3 separate regions of the Mus musculus genome follow, and all the other regions are linked to region 1. Evidence: chromatin contacts called from public promoter capture Hi-C data. All regions are on one chromosome and are shown on one strand. The core of a region is the stretch at or near the end of the contact, and the rest is flanking DNA. Distances in the headings are between cores, read along the strand shown. Region 1 holds the start of C1qtnf6 (C1q and tumor necrosis factor related protein 6). Region 2 holds the start of Txn2 (thioredoxin 2). Region 3 holds the start of Micall1 (microtubule associated monooxygenase, calponin and LIM domain containing -like 1).

What was found. Promoter capture Hi-C pulls out the DNA fragments that hold promoters and counts their contacts.
Region 2: a contact with region 1 is called in a promoter capture Hi-C map of liver, with 4 times the contacts expected there. The contact joins the promoter of Txn2 here to the promoter of C1qtnf6 in region 1. A contact is called at or near these places in 12 of 39 promoter capture datasets (the 3T3-L1 cell line, 3T3-L1-derived adipocytes, the C10 cell line and 6 more), 1 of 484 Hi-C or Micro-C datasets (cortical neurons) and 2 of 115 datasets of contacts at active chromatin or transcription factors (bone marrow-derived macrophages and pancreatic cancer cells).
Region 3: a promoter capture Hi-C map of pre-B cells shows a contact between it and region 1, with 2.5 times the contacts expected there. The contact joins the promoter of Micall1 here to the promoter of C1qtnf6 in region 1. A contact is called at or near these places in 1 of 39 promoter capture datasets (pre-B cells) and 1 of 115 datasets of contacts at active chromatin or transcription factors (bone marrow-derived macrophages).

What each region holds. Positions count from the first base shown.
Region 1 is chr15:78,527,728-78,531,467 of GRCm38.p6, reverse strand. It overlaps C1qtnf6 (C1q and tumor necrosis factor related protein 6), which reads left to right and starts at 1,817. Exons shown (of 3, transcript NM_028331.5): 1 at 1,817-1,950. The coding sequence starts at 1,945.
Region 2 is chr15:77,927,162-77,930,901 of GRCm38.p6, reverse strand. Txn2 (thioredoxin 2) reads left to right here and starts at 1,908. Exons shown (of 4, transcript NM_019913.5): 1 at 1,908-1,995; 2 at 2,948-3,210. The coding sequence starts at 2,948.
Region 3 is chr15:79,107,328-79,111,067 of GRCm38.p6, reverse strand. Micall1 (microtubule associated monooxygenase, calponin and LIM domain containing -like 1) reads right to left here and starts at 2,085. Exons shown (of 16, transcript NM_177461.1): 1 at 1,639-2,085. The coding sequence starts at 1,784.

The sequences.
Region 1 (3,740 bases), core at 568-3,067:
CTTCATATCAGCCCCGCCCCTGCTTCCCCTCCAAAGACTCGGGGAATTAGGGACTTACCCAATGTCATGAAGTTAGAAAGAAGACATGGGACAGAGCCATAGTCTGTCTGTTACTCCAGAGCTGGACTTCATGTCTCAAGTCTACCTGATGTGCCTGGACGCCCTCGTGTCTGAGGTCAGTAGCCGGCAGCCTCTGGTTTGCTAGGGCCGGATGAGCAGCCTTGTCCCTGTATAGTTCGGTGCGGAGTGTAGTGGGGTGCACAGTGCTAGGCACACAGCCTTCTGCACTACTGTGCCCTTCGCCTGCTTCTCCCTGACCGTCCATCTTTTCTTTCATCCATCTTCCCGGCCTTCTTCCCAGAGATCTGAGACTGCCTGGTGCTGTTCCCACCCCCGGGGCCGCTGACTCAGCCCTTTGCTCTGGTGGCTGCAGCTTGAAGCGGGTAGCCTCTCTGCAGGTCTGGCTCTGTGCCTCAAGAATGCTGCTCCGGCAGGGCCACACAGAGCCATGCCAGTGTGAGCTTTGTGGTGGCCCTTATAGGGCTATCATCCCCCTCTCTGCTTTCTTCTGCCAATGTATTCCTGACTGGACCTGAGAACTCCAAGTCATTTTGGGAGGCAGCACCAGACTAGAAGAATCTGGCGTCCTCTCAACTTGGATTTCGCTCTGCTATGTGACCTTGTACCAAAGGCTTGATCTCCCTGGGCCACAATGTCCCTGATTAAGGGATGGGATTAGATCATCTCTGAGGCTCGTTCCAGGCCTAGTCTTGCTGTTGGATTGTCTGCCTAAATGCCCAGGAAGCCTGAACCCAGAGACAGCCCTGTCAAGGACCCTAAGAAATAGGGCTGGTATACTTTTTTATTTTTTATTGAAGTCCCAGACCTAAATCTATCCCCTAAGCAGTGGGCTAGAGAGTAATACCACTGCCAAGACCCTCTAGCTGCTAACCTGGAGAGAGGCTGGAGGTGGGGCTAGGAATAATAAATCTAAATACTTTTGAGGACCAAGGTTCCCCAGAGAGGTGAAACCTAGCTCAGGCAAGGAGGTATCCAGCAAAACTGAAATAACAGGTCGCCAAGGGTGAGGGACATTTTACAGGAATTGCACAGGGTTTCCGACCTCCAGGAAACCAGGGCTAGGAGCCAGGGCGGTGGTCTTTGCTAAACATTCCCCAGTTTGCCCAGGAGGAAACTGAGGCAGGGTTTTGCCTAGTCCCAGGGCACACAGGCTGCCTCCCCCAGCTCCACCTTGAACATGTTGGGGGTTATACTTCTGTAAGGGAGCTGGCTTTAGGAGAGTCAGTGAAGGCAGGATTCCAGGTGGGGAAGAAGGAATAAGCCATCTTTGGTCCAGCATGAATGGTAGGGGCAGAATCCCTGAACACCTCCGGCAGGAGAGGCAATGCTCGACCATGTTGCTGGGTGTTAGGACCAGGATTTATACCTATGGAGGATGGGTACCAGTGGCTCATGCCACTCAGTCTCTGTAGCTCTTGGCAGATGGCTCTTGGGCTCAGACTAGATCCGGGCTGCCTCCCTTTTCCTGAGTAATGCAGAGCCCCGCCCCCTCTCGTGCAGCCTCCAATTTCCAGGCGGAGTCTTTCTAGGCTCTTGATGCTCGTCCTGTCTAACTCCCAGGGCATTTGACTCAAACAGGTCCCCAGCGCTGGGCCAGGGCCACAGATGCCCAAGGATGTTAAAGATCCAAGTCTCCCAGTACCTCCGAGGCAGAGCCCCAGGCTGGAGGGGCGGGAGCAGGAGGAGGGGACTGGGAAGCCAGCTCAGCGTGCTCCCTCCTCCCTCCCTCCCTCCCTCCATCCCTCCGCCCTCCTAGCTCAGTCGTAGGCCTAGGGGTCGGGCCTGCAACAAGTTATCATCACAGACATGGGCCAAGGAGCCAGAGGCCGTCCGGGGTCTGTGAGTTGAGCTTGAGGCCGCAGGATGAGGGTGAGTGGCTGGTGGCCTCTCTTCTTCTGACTGGGATGGGGGTTGGGGTCACAGTCTGAGATTCCTCTGTTCCCCTCTTTCTGGCAAGCACATAGCTCTTTCCCTCTCGCCTAGCCAGCTCATTTGGAAGATCTGCCACCCTGCACTGCTGGCCACCCTGCACTGCTTCTGGTGTTTACCTGCCCCTGCAGGGACTTCCTCACCACCCACCCACCCCCAGCCACTAAGCCCCGCCCATCTGGATGATAAGGTCGGTAGCCCAGCCTCCCACCAAGAGGCTCTGGCATTTTAGGTGAGGTGGTGGGGACCGGCAAGACCCCTCTATGGTTGGTGTGACCCCCACACTTGGTACTGCCTGGCCCCTCTCCTAGCACCCAGCCAGGGATCCCAGCTGCAGTTAGTCCTGTTTCTAGGGAGAGGGCCCTGCTTCCTGCTTCCTGCCCCAAAGCTCCAGTTCTGTGTCTCTGAGCATCTGACTCCCAAGGGACCAGACCGGTAGGAAACAAAAATGTCTCCAAACCATGCTGACTCTCCGGAAGTTCTTTGCCTTTCAAGCCATAGACTCTAGAGTGAGGTCTATACAGGAAGAGGAAGGAATGGGCACTTTGAAGTCTTTGACAAACTGGGCAGTTTCCCCCGAGTGTAAGTCGCCCATATTGCCTGGCAAGGAAGACATGTTGGCGGCTTGTGTGAATGAAAGAGGGGCTAAGCTGCAATCACTAGGTCACATGACCACCAGGTCACGTGTTTGTGAGTTATTCGGATTTCCTTCACAGGGTGGGCACATCTATGGTCAGAATAAAGTATGTGTGTGTGTGTGTGGGGGGGGGGTGTTGCTGCGACCTGTAGTTGAGAATAGGCGTGGAGTTGGTCTCTGAGGGAATTCCCTGCCTGTGGAGCAGAACTAGCAGGCCCCAGCAGTATGATCATTCCAGAAAGGGGGTGTCTATGAAGACACCTCCTGTTGTCACCCCAATCCCTAGAGAGAAGGCTCTGAGCTTCTGTCCCTTTAAAACATAGTCCCTCTTCATAGCCTTTCAAGAAGTAATCATTTTACCTTCTCAGCCTGTATTAACCACAGAAAAATATTTTTGAATTTGTACTAAATGTTAAGAGGAACAAAAAGGAAATAAACAAAGAGACGCCAAGAGGTGTAAAAACCAGTCTGGTTTCAATAGCAGTTTCTGATCTGTGATCATCGGGTAGTGCCAGCCCCCGAGCCTGTCACCACCTCAAAGGGCCCACTGCAGGCTTCCGGCCCACCGAGCCAGCTCCTCTGGTGTCCGGCCTACTTCCTGCCCTAGTCTGGAAACTGGAGACCTCATCATATTCAAGGCCCGAGATGGAACATTCCCATTTCTGATTCCTTTCAATGTCCAGGTGCTTTCTGTTCACCCCCCTTAATTTCAATTTACCACCTCAGTGGCTGATTGGTAGGCCTGTCATGATTGACACAACCACCTTCGAATCACTTGGCCCCTGGGCAAGAGTGGGTTGTTAACAACACAGAGATGCCAGAAGGATGAGCCCTGCTAATAAGCCTTATGCTGTACTAAAGGGGACACCTTGTTCTTCAAGAGGGAGACCTCTTGCTTCTGTGCAGAAGTGGCCTGCAGGATCTACAATGCTCTCAGGGACCCTAGCTCCTGACATCTCCTATGGTGCTTGCCAGAGGTGGTGGGAGCCGAGGTCAGCAAACAGCCTTTAGAGATGAGAGGGTCAAAGAGTCATTCTCCATTTCCCTGGCTAGCCATGTGGATATCTGACATCTTCCTTGGTGCCCCAATGAA
Region 2 (3,740 bases), core at 659-3,158, 600 kb after region 1:
TTCCTGCCTCATGCAGATCTTGGATCATTACTCTGCGGGCCAAAGTGTTTGCACACACACACACACACACACACACACACACACACACACTTCAGGGCTGACGAAAGAGTGAGAAAAAGTGGGGATGCAGCTCAGCTGACAAAATGCGTGCTTAGTTCAGTTCCAGCACCACCTAAAACTTAGTCTGGGTTAAATGAGACTCTATCAAAGAAAGAAAGAAAGAAAAGAGGTGCAGAGGATGGAGGGGAGATGGAGAGAGAACAGAGGTAGAAAGAGAGGAGAGAAAAAAGAAGTAAGAAGACAGAGAGGGGGAGAGAGGGAGGACAAAAGTAAAAGAGAGAGGGCTGGAGAGATGGCTCAGTGGTTAAGAGCACTGACTGCTCTTCCAGAGGTTCAATTCCACCACATGGTGGCTCACAACCATCTGTAATGGGATCCGATGCCCTCTTCTGGTGTGCCTGAAGACAGTGACAGTGTACTTATATACATAAAATAAATACATCTAAAAAAAGAAAAGAAACAGATAACAAAACAATGAACAGAGACTGGTGGCTGTCAGTTGCAAAGACGAGGGCTGACCTCCACTGGAGCAGACAGAAAAGGGACCCAGAGACAGTGCAGAATCTAGTACCTAGTAGCACTTTTCTCAGAGAGCTCTGGGAGAGCCTTCCAGGCACAACTGCAGATGTAGAACACAAAGACGCCTCAGCAAACCACTAATTATTGAGAGAGTGGGTTAAAATAGGGTGGTAGATGGAGTCCATCTGCTGGGACACATCACATAACCCCTCTGACAGAAACCACTTGCTGAGGTGCGCAAAGATTCTCAACTTAGTGTCTATTGAACAGCCTCTCTGTGCTGGGCATTGTACCAGGTTGGCGCTAAGTATATGCAGATGAGACAACCACAAGTCCCTACTCTCAGAAAGAGACGTTGTCCATGTGTTCTGGAGGATTATAAAGCAGGCGCTAGTGAGAAGAAAGCAGTACTATTCAGAGAAGATAAGGTGAGCAGGTGTTCTAAGTACCCAGAGACAAAGTTCAAAGTGAGCAAAGGTATGGAAGGGAAGGTGGACAGCAACGTGTTCCCCGATCGTAAGGGGCTGGAATACTGGTTACAATATGCATAAATGAGGGACTTACACCTCAGTCACTCATGCCAGTGGGAATGGAGAGAAAGCCCTACACTTTACCTTGGATAGTGCTTCCTTGACAGTTCCAAAAAGTAAGACATGACAGTACAAAAGGTAAGGGCTTTAGAAGTACCGCCAGCCCTTAGGGGCAGAGGGACTTGCTCAATCATAAGAAGTTAGGTTGGGCAGAAAAGAATCAAAAACGGCAGAATAACCCCTTAATGCGACATGTGTACACACACACACACCACACACACGACCGGATCTCACGTAGTTCCTAAGTATCGAGGATGACTTTGAACTCCTGAGCCCTCCGGGGTCCTGGGATTAGGTGTGTGCCATCACACCCAGTTTACTTGGTATTGAGAAGCCAGGCTTTGGGTGTGCTAGACAGGAATCCAATTGAGCCATAACCCCAGCCCGGGAATCTCTTCCTTTTAACACTAAGCTTCTGTCGAGAACAGAGCTTCCTCGGCATTAAAGTGAACACAGCCTTCCAGCCCTTTCCAGAGCTCAGATCCAAGGGTGGGCAATGCCAAGAGGCGCAACACAGCAGGAGCTTGTTCCAAAGCCACTCCTTCCTTCCCGCCCTCTCACCCATCTCCTCCCTCACTGGTCCCACACATTTTCCGGTCCCTCCTCCACGATCCCATTCCTTCCGGTCGCGCCCCTTCAGCCCTACATTTTTCCGTCCTCCTCATTGGTGAAAAAAACCGAGCCGCCCCCAAGTTGCAGAGAAACGTCGTCCGCATAGTCTTTCCCGGAAATGACGCTAGACCTGCCCCTGAGGAAGTGACAACAGGAGTGCCCTTGACGGGCAGGCCGGCTGGGCTCTGCATCCCTCTGCTCGCACTGCCGGGAGGTAGGAGCCCTTGCGGGGTGGGCTGAGCCGGGCTGGCGGCGCGCTTCTCTGCAGGAAGGCGATCGGCAGGGGGATGCCCCTAGAGGGAGGAGGTGGCCTTGGCAGCTGCACGTCCTGTGCTCCCAGTCTCCCTGTCCCCCACCCTCCCCAACACGTGTCCATTCTTTGGGCTTCCCTCCGTACACATGCCACCCGCTTCACTTTGGTACCCCATGGCCGGTTCCTACGCCTCTCAGTTCCTCCTTCCGTAGTTGGGAGTCTTCTTCGCTCATTCTTCGACAGCTTCCCTTTCCTTAATTTCCCATAAAAACACTTTTTTAAAAGAATGACTGATAAAAATTTTACAGACGGCCTTGGGTTCCAATTAGCTGTACTTTAAAAACTGGCCTACGTTGGGCATGGCACTTAACCTACCTGTTGCCCTGAGTATGGACGGTATTATAAGGTTTCTTCAGAGTTGATCAGAGAGAGCCAGTGATGTGTGTGTGTGTGGGGGGGGGGGGCATTGGGCTATACACAGTGATGTAAGGCACTTGAGCCTTGTCCCTCCCTCCATTGACCTTTTATAATTCCACCTCAGCCTTGATTTCTTTTTGGCTGTCAACCCAGTTTTTCTGCCCTTCTAACTTAACGTCTATTCAGTGATGCTGACTCCTTACTCACCTCTAGATATTTTTTTTTTGTTGTCGTGGGGAGGTTTTAGAGACCAGGTTTTATTGTCTAGCCCAAACTGACCTTGCCTTATATCACCTGCCTCGCCTCCCAGGAGGAGGATTGACAGGTGGGCCCCACCACACCTGGCCTTTGAAAATCATATATTACAGTATTTCCATGCATCTTGCTTCCAATTCTGTATGTTCCCAACACCTCATTATTCCAGAATTCTTTGTTTTCCTAGTGTGTTGACTTCCTATTGCATGGCCCCAGCTCTTCCTGCCTCTTGCTCCCACAGATGGCTCAGCGGCTCCTCCTGGGGAGGTTCCTGACCTCAGTCATCTCCAGGAAGCCTCCTCAGGGTGTGTGGGCTTCCCTCACCTCTAAGACCCTGCAGACCCCTCAGTACAATGCTGGTGGTCTAACAGTAATGCCCAGCCCAGCCCGGACAGTACACACCACCAGAGTCTGTTTGACGACCTTTAACGTCCAGGATGGACCTGACTTTCAAGACAGAGTTGTCAACAGTGAGACACCAGTTGTTGTGGACTTTCATGCACAGTGAGTACTGGGGACAGTAAGAGATGGAGGGTCTTACTTAAGTATTTATTGAGGGCTCACTATGGCTCTCTACCATGTGTAATGCTTATCTACATACACTCATTATGAAGACTTTTGAGACCCTGTGCCTGTCCTTAAGTATGCAGTATGGTAGGAGACAGATTGATGGTCTTCCTAGCACACTAGGAGACATGCTGCCTCATGCCTACGTCCTGTATCTCAGTGCCCGAAAAGCTCAGAGTCTGCTCCAGTGTGGAACAACATCGTATTTTAACATCGAAACCCACTAAAACTGTGGGAAGGACTGGGCAAAACATTATCAGTGCCACCATAGCCGTCCCCAAGTACGGATGGGGTGGGCAGGAGGTGTATCTTCTCAGTACCGCAGGGGTGTGTTTTAGAGATATATAAATGCCTGCCTTGTGGCCTGGTCTTCATTTCCAGACCTTTACACCAGATTCAACCAAAAAGCCAAGAACCCGATTGCCATCAGGTTTTCTGGACAAGTCTCACCGATTCTTTTGTTTTCT
Region 3 (3,740 bases), core at 836-3,335, 580 kb before region 1:
AGCCTGGGGTTCAGCACCAAGCAGCCTGACACCAACTCCCCTCCCTTGAGCCTCATCCTGACACCACCCCCCCAGGGTTAGCCCCCAACAAAAGCAGGTGAGAGCAGAGCCTCAGCTCCAAGGCAGGGTCAAGTCCAGCATCCTCCTCCTCCATTCCTGTAAGTCCAAGGTCCAAGCCCCACTACTACCCTAGTCTGTTAGCACAGGGTCCCATAGCTCTAAAACCCAGCTCCCTTCTGCATCCACAGGCCTAAAACCCTATCTTCCAAGGCCCTGGGACACTTGTACCACTGAAGACAGCAAAGCAAGTTAGAGTTGGGCAATCCTTTCAGGGCCCTCCCACACCCTGTCTTATGGAAACATAAGACATAAGCCTGAGAGGGGAGAGAGAGAAGGTTCTGGAAGCTGGAGAAGCCCTCCCAGGAGTCTGTCAACAAAACAGGACCAACTGTTCTAGTTATGAGATTGGCTACTGAAACCTGGAGCAGGAGAAAGACGGGCACCAGATGAACTGCCACTCTCGGCTTTATGAACACATTAAATGAACGAATGAAAGAAAGAGATCCCAGGGCTAAGGGAAGAAAGCTGAGTAGAAGGCCGCCTCGGTTGGTTGTCCTGTGGGTCTGATTATATTTTCCGGGGAGACCCTTCTGAGAAGCTCAGGTAGGAGGGATCCACATTCCAGCCGGAAGCTTCAGATTGGCAGTTGTCAGCTGCACTAGAGACCTCCCCTGCCTGGCTCCTAATTTCTGCTCCATCTTTGTTCCCCACTGTAACCAGCAGAGCCGCGGGACCATACACCTAGACAGATTCCTATCGAGGTGGTTTGGGGAAGTAGTGTACCCGCAGTCACCTGACAGCCATTTAGCTAGGAACCCTGTGCCAGAAACGGGGTTAGTGCCCTACAGAGTATCTGCCCAAAGTGCCTTACAAAAGCTTTCTCCTCCATCCCTCTAGGTTCTTTGCGCCTTAAATGTAAATGGCAAACTAGCTGAAGAGAGAATTAAAACTAATGACCTACATTCCCACGGAAGTCCCACAAAATATGGGACTTGCTGTGCCGGATGATAGCCGCTTATCTATAGAAAGGAATGGGGTTTGTCTTCTAGGGGAGGGAAGGATGGGGAAGTGAGTAAAGCCGAAGCCCGGCAGCTTCTCCCAGGTAGGAAGTGATCTGGGGCCGCATTCTTTCTGAAGACCCTTTCCGGTAGGTGCCCTTACAAAGATGTAAATTTCTATTAGAAAGAAGTCAGCCTCCCAGAGCACCCGGGGACCAGCTCGAACTTAAAGGAAGCCTAACTGGGGGAGTGGCATATTCTCATCTCCTACAGTCAAGTTTGGGGTTACTATGCTCTGACGCCAATGGAGGAAGCGAGGCTCAGTATTTCTGCTGGAGCCTAGAGTAACGACGTCCCGAAGGACGGGTCAGAGTTCCCTCTTAGAGGTCAGAGCCTGACACCAGTGGCCCGAGGTGGGGGAGGGGGTGCACGGTCTTGGGGTCTCGGGTGGCCCTGCTCCGCGTTCAGAAGCGGCGGGTGTGAGGTCCCGGACCTCTCAGGGCGGCGCGTGCCACCGCGTCATTGAGGGGAGCGGCGGTCCCCAGCCCCGCGTGCTCGCTCGCGCACCCCGGGCACTCACAGCAGGTCGGGCCGGTGCCGGTGCAGGATGGCGCAGAAAGCCAGGCCGTCCCGGAAGGAGCTGCTCAGGTCGCGGATGTCCACGCCGCGGTAGCCCTCGCACTGGCGGCGACACCAGGCCAGGAGAGCGCCCCGCGGCCCCGCCATGGCAGGCCCGGCTCGGAGACGGCCCGGACTGGGGCTCGGACTTGGGCTCCGGTTCGTGTGGCTCCGACTCGGGGTCAGGTGGCACTGGGCTGCCGCTTGCGCTCCGGCAGGGCCAGTTTCCGGCTGTGTCTGCGGCGCGGCTCGGAGGTCGGGGCGCCACCGGCGGCCGGGGCGGGGCCTCGGTGTCTTCGCTCCGCTCTGGCGCGGCTAGGGCTGCGGACTCGGCTCCCGACCCCGCCCGGCCAGCCTGCCCCGACCTGCCCGCGAAGCCTCCGCCCCGCGTGGCCCGGCCCGGGCGGCCGCCGCTTACTCACCGCGGCCCGCTGTCCTCATTGTGGGCCGGCCGCGGGCGCCCACCGCCTCCGTCCCCGCCCCTGCCCGCCCGCGTCGCGGGGGAGCGCGAGGAGGATGGGGCCCCACCCTGCGGCCCCGCCCCCGCCGTCGAGCCCCTTCCCCGGAAGGGCGGACGCCCCACATAGCCCCTCTCCTCCAGATCGAGTCAACCCTTCCCTTGGGGAGCCCCTCCTGGAAGAAGGGACAACTCCTCGCTGGCTAGCCCCTCCCCAACGCCACCCCGCAGTCTCCCCAGGCCCTCCTACCCCAAGAGGTGGGACACTCTGGCTTTGCTGCTAGCCTGCCTCAAGCTCACCCTTAGGAACCTTCAGATTCTCCTCACTGACTTCTCTGAACCACACCCACGACTGGTCTGAAAGTCGAGGCACTTTCCCCACAGATCCCAGACCTCCAGATGGCCACCAGCTTTCTTCCATACCCCACCGCGCTACAACACTTCGAACGCCCGCCCCTCCCCCCACGGCCTGCCTAGGGGATCCAAACACCTTTACTACCACCAGGCCAGAGAGCTATGTAGTATGACAGGCTGGGGACCCCACAACCAAGTTGGTCCTTTCTGGTTCCCTCTCTCCGTGTAAACTAGGGGATCATAGATCCTTCCGGGGCTCTGTCTCTTCAACTTTTAGAATGGCTGGGCTCTTGCTGAAAGGACCTAGAAACCGACACAGAGGAAAACCTCTGCTTCCAACGCCTGGTTTGATAGTTTCTTCAAGACCCCACCAGGAGACCCCTCCCCCAGAGGCGCCTCCTAAATAAACCCAGGCTGATGAATCAGCCCCGCAGAGATGGTGACATCACTCTGACCTATGTGTAGCTTGTAGGAATGAGTCTGCTGCTCCCTTCTGAGGGAATGAACAGGGTTTTAGTCATCTGAAACAGGATTTTGGAGTTCTGTTAACCCAGGCTCAAATCCTGGTTCCCTCCCTCCCCAGCAACGTGATCTTGTGTCACCTTGAATTATAGTTTCATATCTTGAAAATGAAGATAGAGCCTTGTAGTTTATGCCCGAGAGGTGCTTGCCAGCCTGGGCTACAAGAGACTTGTTTCAAAACTTAAAAACTGGGCAGAAGCTGGGCATTGGTGGTGCATGCCTGTAAGCCCAGCACTCGGAGGCAGAGGCAGGTGGATTTCTGAGTTCGAGGCCAACCTGGTCTACAGAGTGAGTTCCAGGACAGCCAGGGCTACACAGAGAAACCCTGTCTTGAAACCGCCCCCCCCCCAAAAAAAAAAACTGGGCAGAATGGCTCAAGTGTTCATACATGGCTTGAAGGAATCCTGAGGTTACAATATAAAACTGTCTCAAAAATAAATTGGAGCCTGATATGGTGGCTACCTTTATCCCAACAATCAAGAGTCAGGTGGGTCTCTGGATGTTGAAGGTAAGCTGGATATAGAGTGAGTTCCAGGACAACCAGAGTTATAGAAACCCTGTCTCCAAATAAATAATAGGGCCAGTAAAATGGCTCATCAGGTAAAGGCCAAACTGTTGATCTGAATTCAATTGTCTACACCCACACGATGGAAAGAGAGAGCCAACTTCCAGAAGTTGAACTCTGACCTCCATGCAGATGTCATGGCACACAAGGCTTCCATAACCATAAA